Regions from separate parts of the Zea mays genome. Here region 2 is linked to region 1. The links are chromatin contacts, called in public Hi-C maps. All regions are on one chromosome and are shown on one strand. The core of a region is the stretch at or near the end of the contact, and the rest is flanking DNA. Distances in the headings are between cores, read along the strand shown. Region 1 has its middle 9.8 kb from the start of LOC103647133. Region 2 holds the start of LOC100274320.

Region 1 (6,063 bases), core at 1,603-4,102:
GGAGCACAAGTCGACAAGCTGTCAAGCTACAACTCGATCTGAGGAGACGAGGAGCACCAGCCGACTAGCGAGGAGCACCAACGATGAACGAGCGTCACCAATCGGGTCGTGCCGTGCGTGGGCCGGGCCAAAAACGTGTCGGGCCATAGGTTAAACGGGCGTCCCACACTGTTTGGACATCTATATTGGGAGGGAGTAAAAAAAATCTCTCTCTCACGTTTTGGTTCTGTCTCCTGTCGTGGCTCTAGCTAGGAGTGTGGGAACTATTAAGTTGCATGCACTACCAATTTAATCTAAAAGCTTAAACTGATGGTAAAAATTGAACAATTCACTTATATTATATTCTAACACTCCTCCTCATGTTGAGTCTCTTTTGGGTCTCTGCCGTGAAATATAGAAACAAGCAACATTTATTTTATTTAATTGTGCTAACTAAGATTTGAACTTGAGATATTTGGCTCTGATACCATATTAAGTTGCATACGCCAACCAGTTCAACCCAAAAGCTTGAACTGATTGATACAAAGACATGTCAGGGAGGTTCGGAAACCGAGCCAACGGAGAGATTTTGGGAATGGACCTACATCGATAGGACCTTTTTCATCTTCTTTCTTCTTTGGACTGGCACCAAATAACTACCTCTAGTAAGGCTATCCGCAACGGTTTCTCCTAAATTTTCTCACATGTATCTTTTTTTGCGTCACATCAATAACATTTCATCCCATACTATTTCATCTCCCGCAGCGGTTCCTCCTATATTCTCCCCTATATCCCACTACAACTATAAAATATTATTATACAATCCTATTCATTTTCTATTATCATTTTTCTTCAACTATTAAAAAGGGAAGCACTGTGCAACGGGTGTTACGGTGCTTCAGAAAACTTGTGGCTTGCACTTAGGTTGTTTCCTGTAGTCGAAAATAATCTCCTTGAATGAAAGTTCCAGTTGAGAGATCTTGGCAACTCCAAAGGCCAGTCTGTTGGCTAAGGGTTTGCTGGACAAGGGAATACACTCGTTCCAGAACTTGCTCTGGGGACAGTTGCAGCCTCTAGCTCACAGAGACTTCTGCTGATTCTAATGGCTGCAAGCTTCGATATCTTGCTAAAGAAACACGCCTATTCCTGTCTCTGCGCACGTTTCACAGAGACTTCTGCTGATTCTAATACACTTTTTTCTTGCAAACGCTCCTGTTTCTGGAAGGAAGAGGCGGCAAGCCCGGACGTTATGATGCGCTGCAATGGCATCAAGTGATGGCATTGGTTCAGCCAGTAAACCTAACCGGCTTATTTCTACAGACAGTGCCGGCCGAACTTCGACGTCATCAGCGATCTGGTCGTCGCCAGAAGCCTCGGCAGTGACCATAGTGACCATGACGCCAAGCCTGCGGCCGCGGGAGCCAAGACAACGCCGGTGAAGTGCCAGCCATCTTAATCGTGATCGGATACCATATTAAACTGCATGCACTACCAATTCAAATCAAAAGCTTAAGTTGATATAAAGAGGTATACAATTTAATTACTTATATTATATGAACTCGCACGAGTTCGGCTATTTATCTAGTTTGACGAGCTACTGATGACCCATGGGTTGCTTGCTTAATCTGAAGGACGCTATTTCAGCAAGCATGCATGCGAGTTAAGGCAAAGCTGTCTGAATACAGGGCACCAAATTAAATACATTAAGACGAACCCTATCCTCATGATTACACGAGGCTGAATGCGCGAGTTCATGTCACGCAGAGCGAGCAAGCAACCGCCGGTTATTAATATCAATCACTATCTCCTTTGCGTGTGGCCATGCTATATGCAAGCACTTGTGGACTCTCGGGATCGAGCACGGTCCGTTTGTCCTGAAGCGCATGGTATTTGTTTATTGGACATTTTGGTTGGTTTCATCAGCGAACAAATCTAAGGCAGCAACAACGTAACATTGTTCTTGCGCTCAACTTTTAGCTATTAACATGCAGGAATATTTAATTGTATATAAAAGAGTAAAATACAATTTCGGTCCTTATACTTAAGCCTCTGTATAAATCCGGTCAATCCACTAATAAAGTATGTATCTCAAGAGTGTAATTACTGTTCGGGTTTCTGTTAGGATTTTGGTCACGGTTCATGAATCCACAATCCTTTGGTCAGTGCGTCAGGCTGCCTAGCTCAGCACACCACCCAAAAGGGAAATCAACAAAGGCTGCACTACTACACCCCCATCTAAGGATGATAATGGATCATTATCTAAATATCCAGACATTTCTTTATAATTGGTTAGGTCCTAAATTAATTTTAGTTTAAAAATAAATAGAAATATAGCTCGATCCTAGCTTAAACCGTTTCTTTAAATTTTATAGTGTAAAAATTAGAGTTCACGGTAACCCAAGCCCCACCCCTTCAGTCACAAATCTCAGGGTGGGCTGCTTATGTAATACCCAAATTTCCTTGTTTGAAATTTAAATAAAACTCTCCAAATGAATTATTTGGTGAGGAGATACTTTGTGCATCTAAATATATTTTTCTCAAAATAAATGATAAGACAAAAATAAGATAAATAAAATAAATATAAAAATTCTACTTCGTATTGCATGTTGTTTTTTATAGATGCATATTGACTTGGATTTTAAAATTCAATTCAGATTTAAATCTAAAATTTGAGATTGAAATAGAAAAGGAAAAATAGAAAATAAAAGAAAAACAAAAAAGAGACGAAGAAGAAAAACAGAAACTCCACGCACCGCATGCCAGATTCACTCCTTGAATCAGCTTTCTACTCGTCGGTGTGGCACCCGAGTGAGCCCGGACTTGGCCCAAACCCACGCCTGAACCACCACGTTGGCGTAAAATAGAAAGTCGTGTTCGTTTTGGAGTGGCGCCCGCCTGCCACGCGTTCAGCCAATGCCTATGATATGTGGGCCCACTCCGCCAGTTCCGTTCCCTACCCCCAAGTCAGCTTCGGACATAGAACACCGATGTCCGCTCGGACTTCTCCTGCCTCGACCGAGCCTTTCTTTGGTCTAGATTCAACCCCCATGTTATATATACTGGCCGCCTATGACCCCCTCAAATCCATCAAGATTGTGGCCCTTGAAATCGAAAGTCGCTGCACTAGCTCAAGTCGAGAGAGAGATCCCGAGCACCGCCGTACTACCGTACTCAAAGTACGTAGCGTCCACGCTCGACATGTAGTTTAAGGGACTCGACAGAACATGTAAGACACGAGTGTCGTTAATTGAGCGTGTGTGATCAGCTAGAGGCTGCAAGATTCTTCATTGGAGTTTGGCGACCACGGTGGAGTTGTCGAGCACTGTCGCAAGGCCTAGTCGCCACTCTAGTCACAATGAGACACACTCTACAATGTTCGCAACTTTGATCAAGCATGCATGCGATTTTGATCACCGGAGCGTCGACACGTCGCTCGCCGGCGAGGCACAGCCACCCTGGTTGTCGTTGGGGCAAGAGGAGATGTGATGGTCGATGATCTAGAGATGGATAGTCATGAATAGATCGTAATGTAACGGTTAACTTGTTTTAATCAGTGCCACTGACTTAGGATCCAATGGCTCGCATGTATCCACATGAGTCGGCCATGTGCGTGTCACACCCGGTTTTGAAAGGTAAACCGAATGCGAACCATGTACGTGCTAGGATCAGAAACTCACGTACACAGTGATTACATAATTGGACATCATCACACAATGCTCAAAGTAAATAGCGGAAAAGTACTTTATTACAACAAGATGTCCAAGACATCCACTGAGTCTATAACATAGTCATTAACATCAAATTGCGGATATATGAAACGTAGAAGACAAGGCCTTCACAGGCAGCTGACTAGGGCTTTGCCACTAGAATAAACTAGAACTCATCGTAGTCCTGAAACTCTTCAAAGACCTCCATGTTGCCAGCATCTCCTCCTGAGCACTGAGTACAGTGGAGACAACCTGGGGTGGGGTGGTTTGTAAAGCAAGGGTGAGTACACATCAACGTACTCAGCAAATGTCCCGTTTAGCTAAAGTGGACTAGCTGTATATGGAGTTAAGGTTAAGCAGTTGCTTTTAGTTGGTCAAGTATTTATTAATATAAGTGGAGCCAAGTTTTAGTATAAACCCAATTATTACCCAAAAGCACTCCCTCCAAGAGGAAATACGAGAGACCATATTTATACCATCATCATTAATCATCATCATAAAAGTAACCAAAGATCTTCTAATCAAAGAGGATCCCAAGGCCGCTCTTAACCGTGAGCACGACTGATATATCAGTTTTCTAACACTCTGCAGAGGTCGCACACTTTACCCACAAGTCGTGATTCCCATTCTGCCCAGGGTTCTAGCCTCCCCATTGATCACTACCAAGGTGACCTAGCAGGGTCTCACTACGTAGCCTTTACAAAGATTCCCTAAAGGTCATAGCCTCCCATTAGGTTTCTCCAGTTTGATAAACACAGTACCTCTCCCCAAAGGAAGGGTGACTAACAAAACCAAATCAAGAACCTCTGCAACCAACCTTGGCAGAGCAAGTACTGTGCTCGGACCCCATTGACGACCCTACGGCGAAGCCAACTACTCCTCTGGTTCCTCTAATTAATCAGCTAAAGGCGTCCCATTCCACCCTCATGGTTGCACTATTGTCCCGGGTTGTCACTCCCCAAACAGGTCCTTACGGAGAGGTACTCAGAAAATAACCCGAGTCCCCTAAAGTATCACAAGAACATCATCGGGATAACATCATTGTATCATAAGTATTCACATCATGTTCATTGATTAAGGTAAAGCAATAGCATAAAGCTAACCATGATAACCCAAAAGGTAAACAAGGATAAGGTAAATACAGATTAGTCAATCCTTAGGTTTCATTAATGTAATGAAGGATGGTGAATTATAGGTTTGTAGGACATAATAGGTCAGAGGACACTTGCCTTCACTAGGTTGTTGCTCAGGAAGATCTTCGGCAACACACTTAGGAACCACGGGCTGCTCGTTGTCTAAATAAAGCAATCATACATTGAATACATTTGGAAATTACAAATGAACAACAACCAAACATGTACAATCAAGTATATACTAGTTTGACAAGACATTATGAACATAAAAGGGGTAGACCAAAATGTTAGGGTTTAATATAATTAGAGATCAGTGATTCCCTAGATATTATGGACTATTTAGTTTAGTGCCACTAATTAGTGAGACACAAAATTATACCAGGGATCAATTCATACACAACATTTTATTAATCTCACAACATTAAACCTATAAGTACCATTAGCATTTTCCTTTTTATTTATTTTACTAAACAAATACATTTTAATTAAACTTAACCTTTAGTCTAAGCATAAAATTAAAGTACACAAGATGTGGATGATCATAATTTATATGGACAGAGAATATTTCTAGGAACATTTTGCAATTTGAATCACTAAATTTGGAGTTCATATGAAAAATATATGAAATAAACAAGTTTTGAAGTTTAAAATATGAAACTAAGCCCAATTCTATGATTATTTAAAAGGTTAGGGGTCTGTTTAAAAGAAGCCAGGGCTTGCACGCTAAAACTCAGGACGGCGGGTTGATTCTCGGAACCCCAAGGGTCTCTTACGCAAAACTGCCACACGAAGGGGTATCGGGTAATCTGGACCGCACGATCACAAGCGGACGGCCGAGTTTAGATCCCGCAGTCGAGCGCGCGAGCACGGACGCGTAGCGAGCGCTGACAGGTGGGCTCGGGGTGACAGCGACCGAGGAGGGAGGCGGGCTGACTAGTCGGGCCCAGGGGCAGAGCGCAGGTGAGGGAGCGAATCCGAGCGGTCGGGTGCGAATTGGACGGTTAGTATTAGATAAGGTTTGATTAGATCCGGGTCGCCCGATCTCAGACGGACGCCTGGGATCTAACGGCCAGGTCCATCGGCCACCAGCGGTGGCGTCGCTCGCATCCACGGCGGAGGTCCACCGGAGACGAGAGCGCGAGCGCGCTGGGGCCCGCTGGGACACCGGGAAGGGCTCGGGGAATTTAGGGGAGTGCAGCGAACTCGGCTAGGGGCATAGCACTGGCACAAAGGCGCTCGAGGGG
Region 2 (6,063 bases), core at 1,310-3,809, 79 kb after region 1:
TGATGATGGTCATGATGATGATCGAGTTGTAGCGTGTTAACAAATGATGATTAGTAGTAGAAGATGGCAGTTGTTCCATTCAGTCAGTAACCATGGTCGTCCTGGCACTTGGAACCAGAAACCTTTTGGCATGGAAAGTTGGCCATGATGATAAACTTTCAGCTCCCTCCTAGTGATCCACACACCAAATGCAAGCGAAATCTATCTTTTGTGGTTCGGTGGGATCACCAAAGACCATGGAGGATGCTCCACTACAGACTACACTACAGTATCATCTCAAAAGCATTGTCAAGATTCAACCTTTTCAAAAGAATTGTCAAGATTCAACCTTTTTAAAAGCATTGTCAAGATTCAACCTTTTTAAACCTATAAAGCTGGTTGGTCATAACAACGAGCGTTTTGAGCTCCAAAACGCGATTTTTTTTTTAATATTAGGGTTAGTTTGGGACTCCATTTCACAAGAGAAAAAATGAACTAATTTTTCTTTAAAAACTAAAAATTAATTGAGAAAATGGGGTTTCCAAAATAGCGCTCAACAGCAAACCTCTGAAGAAATCGCTTTTTGAGCTTGAAAACGCGATTTTTTTACTATGAGCAGGAAACGTCCGAAGAATATTTTAGAATAGCTGTACTGGATCTACTACCACCACTTGATGCTTGCCGTAAGGCTCACATTACCCAATGTCATACGAGTGTTAGCAGCTGAAAAGTGGTCATGATTGCATCAAGATTTGACATGGAAGAAAGGCAGAGAAGGAAAATGGAGGACCTTTGGATGAGCCGGAGCGTGTTGGAGTCGGAGCCGGTCACGTCGTAAAGCGAGTGGTGCAGCCAGTGGACGGCGACGGCCTCCCGCCGCGTGACGCCCAGCTTCTGCGGGTCAACGTTGCCGACCTTCTCGTCGACGGCGCAGAACTCGAAGGGCAGGCCGAGCGTGTCGGCGAAGTCGGAGAGGCGCTTCCCCGTCGCCTCGAGCGCCTCCATGGACGCCCCCAGGCCGGTGAGCCTGACCCTGGGCGGGCCGCCGGGGCGGGAGGCGAGGATGTGGAAGAGGCCCGGCCACTGCAGGCCCTGCATGATGTCGAGGTCGATGATGTGCACGCGCTCCTCCCGCTCGAACGCCTCCTGGATGGCCTGGTTGGCGGTGAAGTGCGAGAACTTGACGAAGGGGCTGATGCCGTTGAACACCTGGAACGCGGCGGCCACGCGGCCGTGGAGGCGCGCCGCGGCGGGGGAGCCCGGCGGCAGCGGCGCGTACAGGCCTAGGCAGGAGCTGACGACGCGCGCCGACATGGCCTCGGCGAAGTAGGCGGCCACGCGCTGCGTCGAGGTGCCGAACGGCGTGGCCAGCTCCGCGATCTCCAGCAGCGTCTGGTGCGCGTCGTCGAGGTTGTCCGCGTTCACGGCCTCCGCGCACTGCAGCAGCAGCGTCAGCAGGTGGAGGCCCTCCTCGTCGCGCTGCTTCCGCCGCTGCACCTCCTTCCGCTCCTTGGCCGCGGCGGCCGAGGCCGCGGCGGTCTCCTCGGCGGTCGGGACCTTGGGCGACTGCGGCGCCGGATGCGGCTCCTCCTGCTGTTGCTGCTGGCACCGCGGCGCAGGCTCGTGGCGGCGCTTGTCAGGAAGCGGTGGCGGGAGAGGGAGCGCCAGCCCCGCGGCGGCGGCCGGAGCGCCGTGCAGGAGAGCGCGCTGCTGCTGCGGCAGCGGGGCGGGGTCGGCGGCGAGAAGGGAACGGAGGCGGAGCTCGAGGAGGGACGCGAGGCCTGGGTTGCAGGGGTGGATGATCTCGCGGACGTTGTGGATGAGCTGCGTGATGGAGACAGCGCCGCCGCCGCTGCTCCCGATGATGTCGCGGATGATGCCGTCCACCCACGCGGTCGTGGACGCGGGCGCCTCGCCGCCCGCCTGCGAATGGGCCGGCGGGTGCGGTTGCGGGGGCACGTCCACCTCCGCCGCGTGGTGCTGGAACGCGGGGGGCAGCTGGTGGAGCTGGGTGGGCAGCGCGGGTAGCTGCGCGCTAGCGGAGGACGGCGCGCCAGGACCACCACCGGCGGCGGCTGCGGCCGTAACGTCGGAGAGGTCGCCCGTGACGTGACGGCGCGGCGGCGGGAGGTCCATGTCGGGCGCGGGGCGCTTGCGGACCATGGTGGCGGCTTCTTGCTCGTCTAGCTGGTGGATGTAGTGGATGAGGACGTGGTCTTGCGAGGAAAGAGGAGGCGGGGGGTTGGAGCAGGGCAGCGGCGGCAATAAGGAGTGGGAGGAGGCGATGGCGGTGGCATGAGAGTGGGGAAAGGAATGGGGGGCGGAGGGTGCGGCGGAGGAGGACGAGGGGAAGAGGAGGACGGAGGAGGAGCCCATCTAGAAACGCCAAGAGGAAGCCGCCGTGCGCATGCAGATCGGGCGACCCAGCGTGGGGGGATAGGATGGAGGGAGGGAGCAGTTTGTGTGTTTTGGCGCCGCGCGGGCTGCTGATGCACCACCGCGCCGCGCGCACCCAGTCAGCCAGTCCGGGCTCGGCAGTCGGCAGCGGAGTTGGGGGTCAGTGGAGTCAGTTGGCTGAGCGCCTGAGATAGCAGATGGACGGCGACGAGGGAGGGAAACCGGGAGTAAAGAAGAAGACGCCGCCGAGACAGGAACAAGGGTCCCAACACAAGAGAACATATCTGGTCTACATAATGATTTGGTGTATATATAATGCATATAAATTAACAAAGTTCACAAAACATTCTTAAAAAATTCATACATATTTTTTTTGCTTTATTTCTATTATATACAAAATTTCAAGTTCAAATTCAATATATTTTAGCTGTAAAAAACTTTTTAGGCTATTTTCTAATTTAAAATTGTCAGAAAGTTTATCTTTTTTTACAGTTAAAGCATAATGAATTTAAAAATGAAATTTTGTATATAATAGAGGTAGGATAGAAAGAATATGTATGATTTTTTCAGATTTTTTGTGAATTTTGTTAGTTTATGTACACCGGATGTGCACCAAAGCATTATGTACACCGAAAATGTTACATAAATGTCAAACTTTGATCAATAAAATGGTTTTTCGAAATTCTAAAACAAAAATATAATTCTTGATTGTGATAGAACCTTTTGCTTTCTCTTAGCCTTAGTTTTTCTGTTTTACATTTTTGTTAGGTAGTTTCTAGCAGATCGTGTATATAATCATGTAAAACAATGTTTTACAATATAGATTGTACTTGTTGGTCACTTGTTCTCAAATGATGTGAATTAAGAACAAGGCAACACATTTGTTAAGGATTAAAAGACCTTCGTCCTTCGAAGCATTATCTCCCCTTGGATATAATGATCTTCAGACGAAGGTCATGAAGGACATGCCTTCGTCACTTAATGAATGAATAAGAATATACAAAGATAATGAATGTAAATCGTTGGCTCATTCACATATGTATTTAATAATGTACACGTGAACATTAACAAAATGTACATTACATTGATATCTTCGGCTTGTTTGAAGGTGCTGACGCGAGAACGATTATAATCCAGCGTGAACAGTACGGTGCTATTGTTCATCTATTTATAGGCACGGGACACAGCCCGAGTAAAAGTACATTTGTGTCCTCAACATTTACTCATAACTATAACATAAATCATTAGAGACTGGCTAGTCTTTTTCCCTTCGGGCTAGCATCATGTTTGATCTTCATCACCGTCTTAAGCCGAAGATGTTACTCTTCGACTATAGCTTCAGCGTTCATTCTTATCATCTTCAGGCTATATATTCGTCTAGTACACCTTTGCCCTGGGAGAAAACTTCCATCTTGAAGCTGAAGCTCCCTGTAATAATCCATGTTATGCTGAAAGCAGATGGTTAGTCATGTTTTTGTGGACCTTCGAAAGAGGAAGGCCCCCAACAGTAGCCCCTCACAATATTAATTTGTTTCTTTGTAACAAATTCAGACAGCGACGTGAACGAAGGCCTTTAGCCGAAGGTTCAAAAAAACACCTTCCCTTCGCTAGAATAGCGAATCATTCTGAACTGAGACCCACCGAGCGATGGAGCTCTGAGTATATATATATATATAGAAGTCTGTGCCGTGAATATTTTTCGTGCCATTTAGATGTTTTCATTGTGATTGCTATCTTAGCCTTCTTCTCTTTGTGAGCTCGATTGATTTCTGAGCTTCGGCATTTATCGTAACCATCATCCAAATGGCTAAGGACAAGAAGATTACAAACCCCACAATGGTTGGGTTTTACGAAGCAATGGAGAAGACCAACACAGAAAAGATTACCAATGAGATGCTAGCTGGGTTGTTTGGGGATTCCAGCGATAGTGACAATTTTGATATGGAGAGTGGAAATGAAGATGTCGAACATCGGCCGTGTAGGCCGAGCCATGTTGTTTTTGGGAAGTCAACTATCAAATAAGGGCAAATCGAAGCGATGAAGGGAAAATATTTTCATGATATTTCTATAGTAAGGGCTGGGGAAGCACCGTTCCCCTTCCCGAAGCTGATGAGGTGGTGGTCTTTAAGAGCTTCATGAAAGCTGGGCTTCGCTTCCCACTACACAAGATGTTGGTTGAAGTTCTGAAGACATTCGAAATATACCTTCATCAACTTACCCCCGAAGCCTTTATCAAAGTGGGGGTTTTTATATGGGCTATGAGGAGTCAAGGGCTAGAGTCGGATGCTAGGTGCTTCTGCAATATTCATGAGTTATCCTACCAGATGAAGGCAACCAGAAAGGAACAATACCGTAACAACTTCGGCTGCTACAACTTCGTGTCCCGCTCTGAGGCAAACTATCATGTGCTAACATTTCGGAAGAAGTGGCGGGCTCTTGGATGAAGCAATGGTTCTACGTAAAGAATGATCTGGAGTTGGGTATTCACTCCTATCTACTAGAGCAACACTTCTATACACATCGAAAGAGAGATCAAGCAAGAAAGAGCTACTCGTTTGTGTTTAGTGATAGTGCCTTGTGAGAATCATTGAGAGAAAGTGTGTTGTTGGGGACTTGTTCTCAACTGCTATGAATTAAGAACAAGGCAACATAAAGTGTTAAATGTCAATGTCCTTCGTCCATGAAACATTATTCCCTTGAGGATAATGGGCCTTGGACGAAGGCTGATAAGAGCATAATTACGAAGTTTAAATCTTCGTAATAAAATTTCAGTAAAAATTATAAGGTGACATAAAAAGGTATAAAAGGGATAAATACATTAAAGACAAATTACATTGTATTTATTTAATGTATGGAATCATTGAATACAATAATACCTTTGCCTTGGCAAAAGGTTGGATTCTAGAAGATGCGATTGCAATCTCTCGAATGCGTGAACAGTAATGGAATACTGTTCACTATTTATAGGCACAGGATGCAGCCTGTGAGGAATTACAAGTAAGCCCCTTATAAAAGCTTACAACATTGACTCAGACCTTTATGGACTAAAAGGTCATTCTATCTTTAAGTCGGTTTGCAATACCGAAGCTTCACAAAGAGGAACCTTCGGCCATTTCATACAAATAGCTTCCGCCGAAGACTGCTTCTCCCTGTAAGACCTTCGGCGACGAAGCATAGGCCCAACAGTAGCCCCTTTCGCGGTGCTAGACCGTTTTTCGTAACGAGCTTGATCCGTGAAAAAAGTCTCTTAAGCTTCGGAGCGCCGAAGGTCTAAAAAACACCTTCCCTGAGCTCGTTGTCGAGAAACGATTCAATCTCCCAGCGCGTAGCGGCCCCACCTTGCAGAGTTACTGTTCGGTCTCTGCGGTCCACCACGCAGCGAGTGCGAGCGGGTGTCCGCCTGGTGTAAAAATTCTGGCGCTTCGCCTTCTTACCTGCAGCACTATATAAACAGACGAGTAGGTGTGAAGTTACCACAGCATTCATTGCTATTTGCACTGTTTTGCTGCCAAAATTTTTAACCGTCGCCGAAGCTTGTCTGTCGGAATCGAACGAAGCTCCAGTTTGAACCCTGCTTCGTCAGAAAAAACTTCGGAAGAAGAAAGTGTTAAATTTCCACATATTCATAATTAAATGGCCAGAGTGCGTTCTACTGCCAGGGTTGAACGTGAGGGGGGCGAAACTGAA

Evidence for each region. Hi-C and Micro-C count contacts between places; a contact is called where the count stands out from the background.
Region 2: a contact with region 1 is called in a Hi-C map of leaf, with 6 times the contacts expected there. The contact joins the promoter of LOC100274320 here to the enhancer-like site in region 1. A contact is called at or near these places in 4 of 25 Hi-C or Micro-C datasets (ear, endosperm, leaf and 1 more).

What each region holds. Positions count from the first base shown.
Region 1 is chr2:154,406,284-154,412,346 of Zm-B73-REFERENCE-NAM-5.0, forward strand. No RefSeq gene overlaps it. Among protein-coding and RNA genes, the nearest start is that of LOC103647133, 9.8 kb to the left of the region's middle. Within about 2 kb of position 2,853, at least 14 of the 20 cell types and tissues checked have an H3K27ac peak or open chromatin away from gene starts, as enhancers often do. A contact at or near this core is called in ear, leaf and tassel, where this site is marked.
Region 2 is chr2:154,486,031-154,492,093 of Zm-B73-REFERENCE-NAM-5.0, forward strand. LOC100274320 reads right to left here and starts at 2,560. Exons shown (of 2, transcript NM_001349939.1): 1 at 770-2,560. The coding sequence starts at 2,355.